Linked DNA regions of Canis lupus: region 2 is linked to region 1. A link is a contact called in public Hi-C data. All regions are on one chromosome and are shown on one strand. Each heading gives the region's core, a stretch centred on a gene start, on an enhancer-like site or on the middle of the called end of the contact. The rest is flanking DNA. Distances are from core to core; before and after follow the strand shown.

The links. A called contact is a pair of places that touch in the nucleus more often than the background predicts.
Region 2: a Hi-C map of blood shows a contact between it and region 1, with 4 times the contacts expected there. The contact joins the promoter of PTK2B here to the enhancer-like site in region 1. A contact is called at or near these places in 2 of 9 Hi-C or Micro-C datasets (both in blood).

What each region holds. Positions count from the first base shown.
Region 1 is chr25:30,229,354-30,234,493 of UU_Cfam_GSD_1.0, forward strand. The region is part of intron 12 of EPHX2 (bifunctional epoxide hydrolase 2); the gene reads right to left. Among named protein-coding and RNA genes, the nearest start is that of EPHX2, 43 kb to the right of the region's middle. Within about 2 kb of position 1,383, at least 6 of the 20 cell types and tissues checked have an H3K27ac peak or open chromatin away from gene starts, as enhancers often do. A contact at or near this core is called in blood, where this site is marked.
Region 2 is chr25:30,430,479-30,435,515 of UU_Cfam_GSD_1.0, forward strand. It overlaps PTK2B (protein-tyrosine kinase 2-beta), which reads right to left and starts at 1,505. Exons shown (of 30, transcript XM_038573754.1): 1 at 1,298-1,505.

The DNA.
Region 1 (5,140 bases), core at 133-2,632:
CTGTATTCTGCAGCACCAAGAAGCCACTGCAACGAATGAGGTAAACCTATACGTCCTGGCAGGAAAATCTGTCCAAGATCTAGTAAATGAAAAAGCAGCATGATTCCATTTATATAAAAATTACACATACACTCATATGCACATATGCATGCCCCCTCCCCCGCCACACTTAAAAGCATATTTTTAAAAAATGTCTGGGAAATACTTGCTAAACTATTCATAGTAGCTACTTCTAGATGAGCGAAAGGGGATTCAACTTTTTATTTTATACGACTCAGTACTTTTTTTTTTTTTTAAAGCACCAAGCATAAATCATCTACAACATACAGGCAGTAGCAAGTCACCAGCTATCCCTGTAGCCTGGTGGCCTGGTGGGGGGCGGGTACTATGTGTAGGGGGATTAAGGGGGACTCTGAACACCATGAGGGAGAAGGAAGAAAACCATGTGTGGATGTTGGGGTGCCCTTCCACCTGGCAAAACCATCTCTTCTTGACTGCTATCTATAATTTCCTTTCCCCACATTTTCTATTACCTAGTTTCTCAGCTGGTTAAATACTTAAAAGTGGGCTTTGGCTTGCTCTAACCTACAGAGCCTATAGCTTGCTGTATGGTTCCAGACACCCACACCACACGCACACACACACACCCTTCTCCAAAGAAATAAAAATACATATATACTATTAAGGAGGAGTAAAGAGGCACCGGTGTTGACAGACAGAAGGGGACACCATGTTCTGATTTCAGGGACAGAGGGACTATGAAATATCCCCAGGCTAAGCAAGGACGTGAAGAATCTTAAGGATTAAGACATGGAACTTGTCACGTTCAAATTACCCAGCTGATTCTATTTGTCTCTGCTGCCCAGAGCTCCTCCTCCTCTTTCCTACTATACAAATGCAAAGCTTGTCATCTCTTCGCTGAGAAAAAAAGAAAAACATGCCTTTTCATTTTGGTTTCCACCAGACTTGGCAAATACGCAGGACGAGAGACAGTAAACACAATGGCTCAGGGTTCAAAGAGCTAGAGGAACTGAATCTAAACTGGGGAGTTTACCTAGGCCACACCCTGTCCTGCTCAGCAAGTGTGAACCAGGCGTGGGAGGGACACCAGTCTGGAGGCTTCCTTAGGCTGAATGCATCCACGGTGAGCGCTTCCGGTCACTCCTCCTGGCTGGGGAGTGGCGGGGACAGGTTTGGGAGCAGAGAGGCAGGAAGGAGGAGGTTCCAGCCCCCACCCCTGAATGAGACAGGTGCCCCACACGTTATGCTTTGTTAGGCTTGAATTCGGCTTCGGTTTGAAGCTGTCACCTGTTTGAAAACCATGCAATGAGACCATCCGTTTTCAGATGAGGACATTGAGTGCCCAACGTAGGAAGGGACTTGCCCTGTTGCCAAACAGGCAGCAGACATGCTGGCAGGACCCTCGTGCAGGGCTTCTCCTAGAGACCCAGCTCTGTGCCCAACCAGACCAGCCTCAGCAGCTGAATTCACCCCAAACGCACTCCCACACCCCAGCCTTCACTTATTTGAATATTAAACATTTTCCTAATCAAGAGGAAACTCTTGATTCTCTCAACTCTTCCTGCAGATTTTAAACCCAGCAGCGACAACATAACAATAGGAGTATGATTTTTCCACAAAGACTATAATAACCTTCGCCCTACTAAGGGGGCAGTTAGTAAGCATCTTTCCCCTGAGGTTACTTGTATTAATCAGCCCTTTGAGCTTATCTTGGTTTGCTCCTTCCTGCTGTGTTTGGATGAGCCAGGCACACACAACAAAGTCCAAGCTCCCTCACAGTGTGGCTTAGGAGGATGCACGTAGACTTTAAAGTCAAACAAACCCAGTCAGTACCTAGTCTTGGGCCAGTTAGTGAACCCCAGAGCCCCTGTCTGCTTCTCTGAAAGACAGGAGAACGCCAGAGTGTGCTTGTGAATAGGACCACTTGGCATACCGTGCTCAAAACAAGTAGTAACTACAACCTGAGTGTCCATAAAAGGAGGAATGGATAAGCCAAATGTGGTCTACACATACCGTGGAATGTTATTCAGCCCTAAAAAGGATGGAAATTCAGATACATGCTACAACGTGGAACATCCCTGAGGATGCTGTATAAAGTGAAATAACCCAAACCCCCAAAACACAATTCCTGTATGACTCCACTTCTACGAGCTCTCTAGAATAGTTGAATTCAGAGACAGAAAGTGGAATGCTGGGTGCCAGGGGCTGGAGGGAGGAGGGAATAGAGAGTTTGTGTTTACTGGGTATAATTTTGGATTTGCATGATGAAAAAGTAATACCCACCATTTGCTTTGACGTGGATGGAACTGGAGGGTATTATGCTGAGTGAAGTAAGTCAATCAGAGAAGGACAATCATTATATGATTTCACTCATATGGGAAATATAAAAAATAGTGAAAGGGATTATAGGGGAAACTAGGGAAAATGGGTGGGAAAAATTAGAGAGGGTGATAAAACATGAGACACTCCTAATTCTGGAAAAAAGAACAAGGGGTAGTGGTAGGGGAGGCGGGCACGGGGTGGGGGTGACTGGGTGACAGGCACTGAGCGGGGCACTTGACGGGATGAGCACTGGGTGTTATACTATATGTTGGCAAATCGAACTTCAATGATATATTATATATATATATATATAATATATTATACATATATAAAAGAAAAAAAAAGTTCTGGGGACAAATGGTGCTGATGGCTGTACAGCAAAGCAAAAGTTCTTTTTTTTTTTTTGCAAAGCGAAGGTTCTTAATGTAACTGAACTGTACTCTTAAATATGGTTCAGATGGTAAATTTTATGTTATGTGTGTGGTTAAATAACAAAAATCTAACCAAGTATGTTTTGAAGATCTATTTGGCTTTATTAATGGGTTCATGAATGGGACAGCATCCCGTGTAGCCAGTAGAGGGCGCTCAAAGGCCTACAGGAGAGGGAAGGTTTTTAAGGGTAGAGAGGGAGTAAAAAGAAGGAAAAGAGAAGCAGAGAATCCACTGTTTTAGGCAAGGTCGCCCTTCTGAGGGGAGTGGAGGGGGCCTCTCGGTGATTTCCTTGTGTTGACCAGGAAATTTGGGTGTTGACTGCATAGAGGTTACATTTGTGGGGGGCTGAAGCTCCAGTCAGGCTGGGTACTGAGTGTTGGTTTACTGACTTGGGGCCTTGAGTTTCTTTTTATTTTATTTTACTTTATTTTATATTTATTTATGTATTTATTTACTTATTGAGAGAGAGAGAGAGAGAGAGAGAGAGAGAATATGCCTAGGGGGACAGGCAGAGAGAGGGGGAGATAGAATCTTAAGAACTCCATGCCCAGTGGAGAGCCCAATACAGGGCTTGATCTCACGACCCTGAGATCATGATATGAACCGAAACCAAGAGCCAGACGCTTAACTGACTGAGCCACCCAGGCACCCCCTCACTATATTTTTTAAGGAAAACATTATTAAAAAATAAAAACATGTTACTTACATCGACATGGGCACATTATTATTTTTTAAGTGAAATAATAAGTATTTTAAAATTTCAATATCTCGTATGGTAAATACCAGTACACATAGCTGGCACACATTAACTAAAGCTCTTTGAGGTCTGTAATAGCTTTTACGAGTGTAAGGGGGCCTGGGACCAGAAAGTCTGAGATCCACTGCATTGCAGGGAACCTATTATTGGAGATAGGGTCAATGGCCTCCTTGATCCGCTCCAGCAATCCTTGACTGGGATAGCTGCCCAGAAGTTTCCAATTCACTGAGAAGGATGGCTATCTGCCTACCACCACCTGGATAATGACTAGATTAGCCCCTTTCCTGAGGCTACACTCCAGGACCAGCAGCACCAGCCTCACTTTCAAAGCTTGTTAGAAATGTGAATCCTTTGGTGCCACCAAAACCCACTGATGCAGAACTCTGGGGGTGTAGCCTGGTGATCTGTGTTTTAACTAGCTTTCCAGGTGATTCTGATGCATGCTGACATCTGAGAATCATCAGGCTGGAGAATCATAGAAATTGAGTCACAGAACAGGAGCTGTCCAAGCTGGGATAGCCTCCTCGGGCACTGTGTGTACAAGAGTCACCCAGGGGGACCTTGTTAAAAAGCAGTCTTGTTGGGTAGATCGCAAAAGGGCCTGTGAGTCTGCATTTCTAGCAAACTCCCAGGTGATATCAATGCCCCTGATTCCTGCACCTTGCCTGACACCCCAAACCCTTCGGCTCCTAGCTTGTATTGAATTCTTACGGTTCTAAGGGAAGTGAGGAAGGAACTCCTTCCCTGGGAAAATGCATGCATACAGTAAATTGTGCGGGTCATTTCAAGATGTTCCAGACCTTCTGAAATGCACCTTAAGGATCACTGACTATTTTTTTAGGACCTCCCTATGTCCCATGATATTTATGGGAGATAAATAACTTGCCTGCATTAAGCAAGTTTCATATGCATTTTCTGCCATTTGTCCCCTCATTCTGGAATGCCCTTCCTTCTTCTATCACTCACACAGATCCTATTCATCTTCCCAGGGCCAGTTCAAATGTCTCTCGTTCAATAAAAATTTAACTGTGTTTTCTTCTGAGATCCCAGAATAAGCTGTGCCTTCATGATGGTCCTAGTAGCTGACTTCTTCTACAGTTATGTGTTACCTGACTCTTTGTCCAAGAACTGTTTCAACCCTCAGACACTGTACCTCATCTCTGAAACTGGCACATAAGAGATGATGCAGATGCATCTGCTATATGAATTAATGGATATTTTTTTTGAATTAATGGATATTAATTCCTCATAAGAAACACCAGTCAAAACATTTCTGACATTTAAGTGTATTTGTCATGCTCAGCCCCTCACCCGCGTCGTGGGGCACCTCTGTTCCGTAGCAGATACAAGTCTTTTGAATGGTGAATCCAAATGGATGAGAAAGGGCTTTCATGCCCATGCCATCCCTACCCCTGTGCATCCCCCATATGGTGCAGCCTGGCAGCTAGGGCCTGAGTGTTGAGGGCCTGTTGCCCAGGCATGGGGCATGGGGGCTGGGTTAGGGAAGAGGGAAGAGGGTGAGAAGTAACTATGAAGCATGAGGTGCTGGTGATGGAAGGACCTGTGGGTGGGCGTGTCCTCTGGAAAGGGGATACTCTGGGCACACAG
Region 2 (5,037 bases), core at 255-2,754, 200 kb after region 1:
CTTGGGCCCCCACACCCAGCACCAGCACGTGGCCTCAGGTAGGAAGTCAGCAGATGCTTATTGAATGAATGAACGGATGGCTAGAGACTGTCCAGGCAGAGCTGGAGCTCTTGAATGCAACTACTTCCTTCCTCCCTCCCATCCTTACTCACTTTTTCATCTCTCCCTCCCTCAGAGTTGTGAAAGGCTGGGGCTTGGGTCCACAACCACTCGTCCTGGCCAGGACTCCGGTAAGGAGAGAGCAGCCAAGGCAGGAGAGGTGTCCTCATGCCCCTTACCTGATGGTGCCCTACCGACTGTCCCTGGGGGCTCAGTTCTAGCTACAGGCCAGCCGAAACTTCTCTTCAGCTTCCAAATCCTCCGGGCACGTGCCCCCTCTGTGTGCAAACTCTGCCCCCCTTCTCCCCACCTCTGGCCCCTGTAAGGGAGTCTAATTGGACTGGGCCCCAAGTTTGGGGTGTGGGGAGACGCCAGTGTCAGATGGCTGAGGGTTAGGGCAGGTGGTGGGGCCCGGTGGGCTCAGAACATCACCCATATGTTCCCTGTTCACCCACCCAAGGCTTTGCCCACGCACAGCCTGACAGCAGGAGAAGGCGGCACAGAACTTAACCCTTTCGTGGAATCTGGAAGGTAGTTTCACAAAGAGCCAGTGAGCAGCCAGTGGGAACTTTAACCCCCAAACACACACACACACACACACACGCACACGCACACTCACACGCACACACACGCTGGAGTTGCGCCTCTGTGCCCCTCCCAGAGCCCTGCTGGCTTCCAGTCCGGGCTTGATTTCGAAGATGCCCTCTAGGAGGGCAGGAAGTCCGTGCCAGGGCAGTGGGGTGTGCTGGGAATGGGACCAGGGTGGGGGCGCCGAAGGGCACGAGGACAGGGGACAGGGCGGGACGCAGGCAGCGGCTCTGAGGAAGCACCTGAAGTCGGACTGGGGAAGCCCTGCTGGGCGCCCCGAGCCCCAGAGGCGGGTGGCGGGTGGCGGGTGGCGGGTGGCGGGTCCGAGCCTTCTCATCACCACCCGGAATACGGTAGCAGGACAAAGAGCGTCCAGTTAACTCCGCAAGTCGACGTGCGGCGCCCTGGGGAAGGCCCTGGAGCCCAGCGCGGGGCGCGCCCGCCGCCGCCCCCGGGGCTGCCCTCCCGGGAACTCCCGCGCCGCGCAGGTACCCGCAGCCTCGGGAGCGCCCCCGCCCCGCCCCCCGCCGGCCCCCCCCGCCCCCCGCACCCCCCCGCCGCCCCCAACTTGTGGCTGGGCGCTCCGGCCGGATCGCGGGCGCGGACTCACACGGAGGGAAGCGCCGACTCCGCCGGCTCCCGGTCGGCCAGGTGAGGCGCCGGCTGCGCCGCGGCAGGTACAGGTGGGTCGGGGCGGCGGCAGGTAAGGGGTGCGCGGCCGCTCCGGAGGCCTCTGCTGAGTAACAGGGCTGACAGGTTTGTGTTTTCCCCTCTCCTCCTCCTGGTTAACCACACCCCTGCTGCTCTCCTCCTCACTTCCTTAAAGGGTGGGGTGTGTTGTCTGTGGCGCTGAGCGTGTGCCTGCTCCAGCCTCTTACCATAAACCCTGAAATAGACGCCGCCACCAATTCCCTGGGCTGCACGTGCCCACCTGGGGACCCATCTCCGGAGCCCCGAAGGGGTCTCCGGCCCCTGCGAGCCCTGGGAGCGGCTGACCCCTCCCGATGGCTGCCCCCCTCCCCCCTCCTCCCACTCCACTTGCAGGCTTGTGGAGGCCACTCTTAGAGGTTGGGGTTTCCTCTCCAGCCTCCAGGTAGGTTTCAGAGCGGGAGACTGTTACCTGGCTCCCATAATTTCAGCACCTGTGCCCCTCCAGGTCTCTCCCCTGGAGATCGGGGGACTGTCACCAGGGGTTTGGAAGAACTGATCCAGGTGCTTGTGCTGTGAGAGGGAGGACCGCATGGCTGCCCAAGAATTGTCACAGAAGCGGGGCAGCCTTTACCCAGCCCCATCTCCGTATCAGCTGACTTCGCTGCCCAAACAAAGAGGCTGGTTCACCTCTTTACTCAGTCCAGCTGGACAGTGAAATTCAAGGCAGTGATTCAAGGGCATTTAGAAACCCTTTTTTCCCCTATCGCTAGAAAGATTCCAGACTTTCCCCTGAGTGGGAGGAGGTGAACTGGACCTAGCATAAGGTCAGAAAGCTGGTTTGTCCTCCATGTGCCCCACATCCTCAAAGTTCCTCTCCAGAGCCCCTGCCCAAAACTTCTTCATTCTGGGTTCTGTGAAGGATTGGGATCTCCCACAGTTCTAGAACATGCTATTCACATCTCATCTCACAGGATCTCTGCCCCCTGGAGTTGTGCAGCCATACATGACAGTCCAGCAGACACGACGGCCCTCCCTGACACTACCTCACTCACTAACCCTGAACTCAGTGGATCAGCCACCCCAGGAAAACAATAGAAAAATCCAGCATTTGGTGAACATGTCTAAACGCCAACCACTATTGCTAAGAAAGCATTCGGTTTACATGATTTCATCGAATTTCCCCCATTTTTCTGAAAAGAAAATCAAGACTTAGATTACTTGTCTAAGGCCACAAAGCCGGAGAGTTGATGTTTCTCAAAGTGTGACCAGCAAACTACTTGTAGCTTATAAAATGCAGATACCTGGATGCCAGTGCAGGTTAACTGACAATCAAAATCTCTGAGCCTGAGGCCCATATCCCAACCAAGGCAACTTACAACCCATTGGATAGGAGCTCATAGCCACAACTGCAGGAGCTCCTCCTTGTCCATCCCATTTACCCATTCATGCTGTTCCCAGTACCAAGTAATGCTGACAACCTGCAAAGCAGTCAGAAGGTGTCCAGGGAAAACTTGGCTAGGGTTTGGGGTGATAAGGCAAGTGTGATGGGTAAACTGATGAAGTTAGCAGGCAAAGTATCCCGGAGGACTAAGGGACCAACTGACGCACAAGGAAATTGTCAGAGGGCCTTGAGAAATGGGGGCCCTCCTGTATTCTTGTGCACAGGAATGAGGAGGTGAATGTTGAGCAGTTCAAGGTTAGATACTTGCACTACCTACTGAGGGTCTGTATTGGGCTGGAGGCAGTGGCAACTAAGAAGCACAACTAATCCAAGCTGGTTTAAGGAAAGGTGAGTTTGTGTATGCTGCCTCCATGTGGCCAAATCCATAAACTACAACCTCGCCAGGCCCTAATTTGAGAAAAGTTCTCAGATACTCAAAAATGCCAGAGGATGTTGAATGAATTCTTCAGAGATGTTTCTTTAAAGCTCTGAAACCTAGCTCCTAGCATCGCAGGATAACAGGTTTTTTGTTTTGTTTTGTTTGAATAAAAGCCTTGGGAAACTCTCTGGGATGGATACTCTGTCTGTAGGTCTCCCCTATGTCCTGTCAAGGATTGATCATGAAAAGTTAAGGTGATAGGGTCACACATGTCAGCCTGTTACCGGCCTTTTAATAAACTTCTCAGAAATGCTTCCAGGAGCCTAGAATTCTGTGTAAATGCTCTTTAAAAATTCTACTTATGGATCATTGTGTGTTCTACACTTTGTCTAAGCCAGTAGAGAAGGCTTAGATGCACATAGGAGGGATCCAGTCAAAAAGGAAGATGTGACCTTGGGCAAATGAATCCATATCTCTGAGCTTGTACTTCCTAACCGAGGAGAGTAGAGGAATAAGGACTACCTGCTCTACCTATTTCATAAGGTATTATGATGCCCCAATTGATAGGTATGAAAATAGGGAATCCCTGGGTGGTTCCGCGGTTTAGCACCTGCCTTTCGTCTGGGGGCGTGATCTTGGAGCCCCGGGATTGAGTCCCACATTGGGTTCCCTGCATGGATCCCTCCGCCTGTGTCTCTGCCTCTCTCTGTGTCTCTCATGAACAAATAATTAAAATTTAATTAAAAAGATAGGTATGAAAATATACATACTATGGTGATTATTATGCTATAACACACTATGATTTTATTTTTAGAAATAATAGGAATTAGGGGCACCTGGCTGGCTCAGTCGGTAGAATATGTGACTCTTGATCTCAGGATTGTGAGTTCAAGCCCCATGTTGGGTGTGGAGCCTACTTAGAATAATAATAATAATAGGAATTAAATAGGGCACATTTAGTGGGGAGAGATTACATACGTATCTGCTATACAGATATAATCTGTCAAGTGTTCACTGTGTGACTATAACTTTCATCCATCACCTAATAGGCCTTCACAACAATTCATTGAGGTAGATTACAGTATTCTTATTTTGTAGAAAGGAAAAGGAGGCTTGGAAAAGGTAAACAATTTGTCCACAGCCACACATGTGGGAAAGAGCAGGGCTAAATCTAAACTCATCATTGGCACATAAGGTAAGTCACAGGGGTCTCTCTATTATTGATAATGAAATGAAATAACATAATGTAAATTTATTATTAGAATACATTTCATTTTTGGGTGCCTGGGTGGCTCAGCTGGTTAAGCATCTGACTCTTGGATCTCGGTTCAGGTCATGATCTCAGGGTCATGGGTTCCAGCTTCACGCTGGGCTCCATGCTGAACATGGAGCCTACTTTAATAAAAAACAAAAACAAAGCCAGAATACATTTCATTTTAAAAGAATAGTACGAATAGTGTTCTTTTAAAAGAAAAGTGTTCTGAACAAAAAAATGAACGAACAGTCATAGGCACAAAGACAAAGTAAAAGAAATCCTTCATCACCAAAGGGCATCTACCTCTAATTAAACCAAGTACCACAGGGTTTGCTAGATCACAGTTGAGGCCACCCCCCTCCCCCCAAAAAAAACCCAAACCTCAAAACCATACTGTTGACTTCAAAAGGACTCTATTTCTATCCATGAGGGCACAGCTGGTTGTCCTTTATTCCCTTATAAAAGAATCCCTGATTTTTAGTTGGTCATAGATTGCATGTCCCAGTCTCCTTTGCAGGTATGGCCATGTGATTAAGTTCTGGGCAATGGCTGGTGAGTGGTAGTTATGTGTGCAGCTTCAGGATCATGCCCATCAAGGGAATGGGCAAACCTCTACCATTTCCT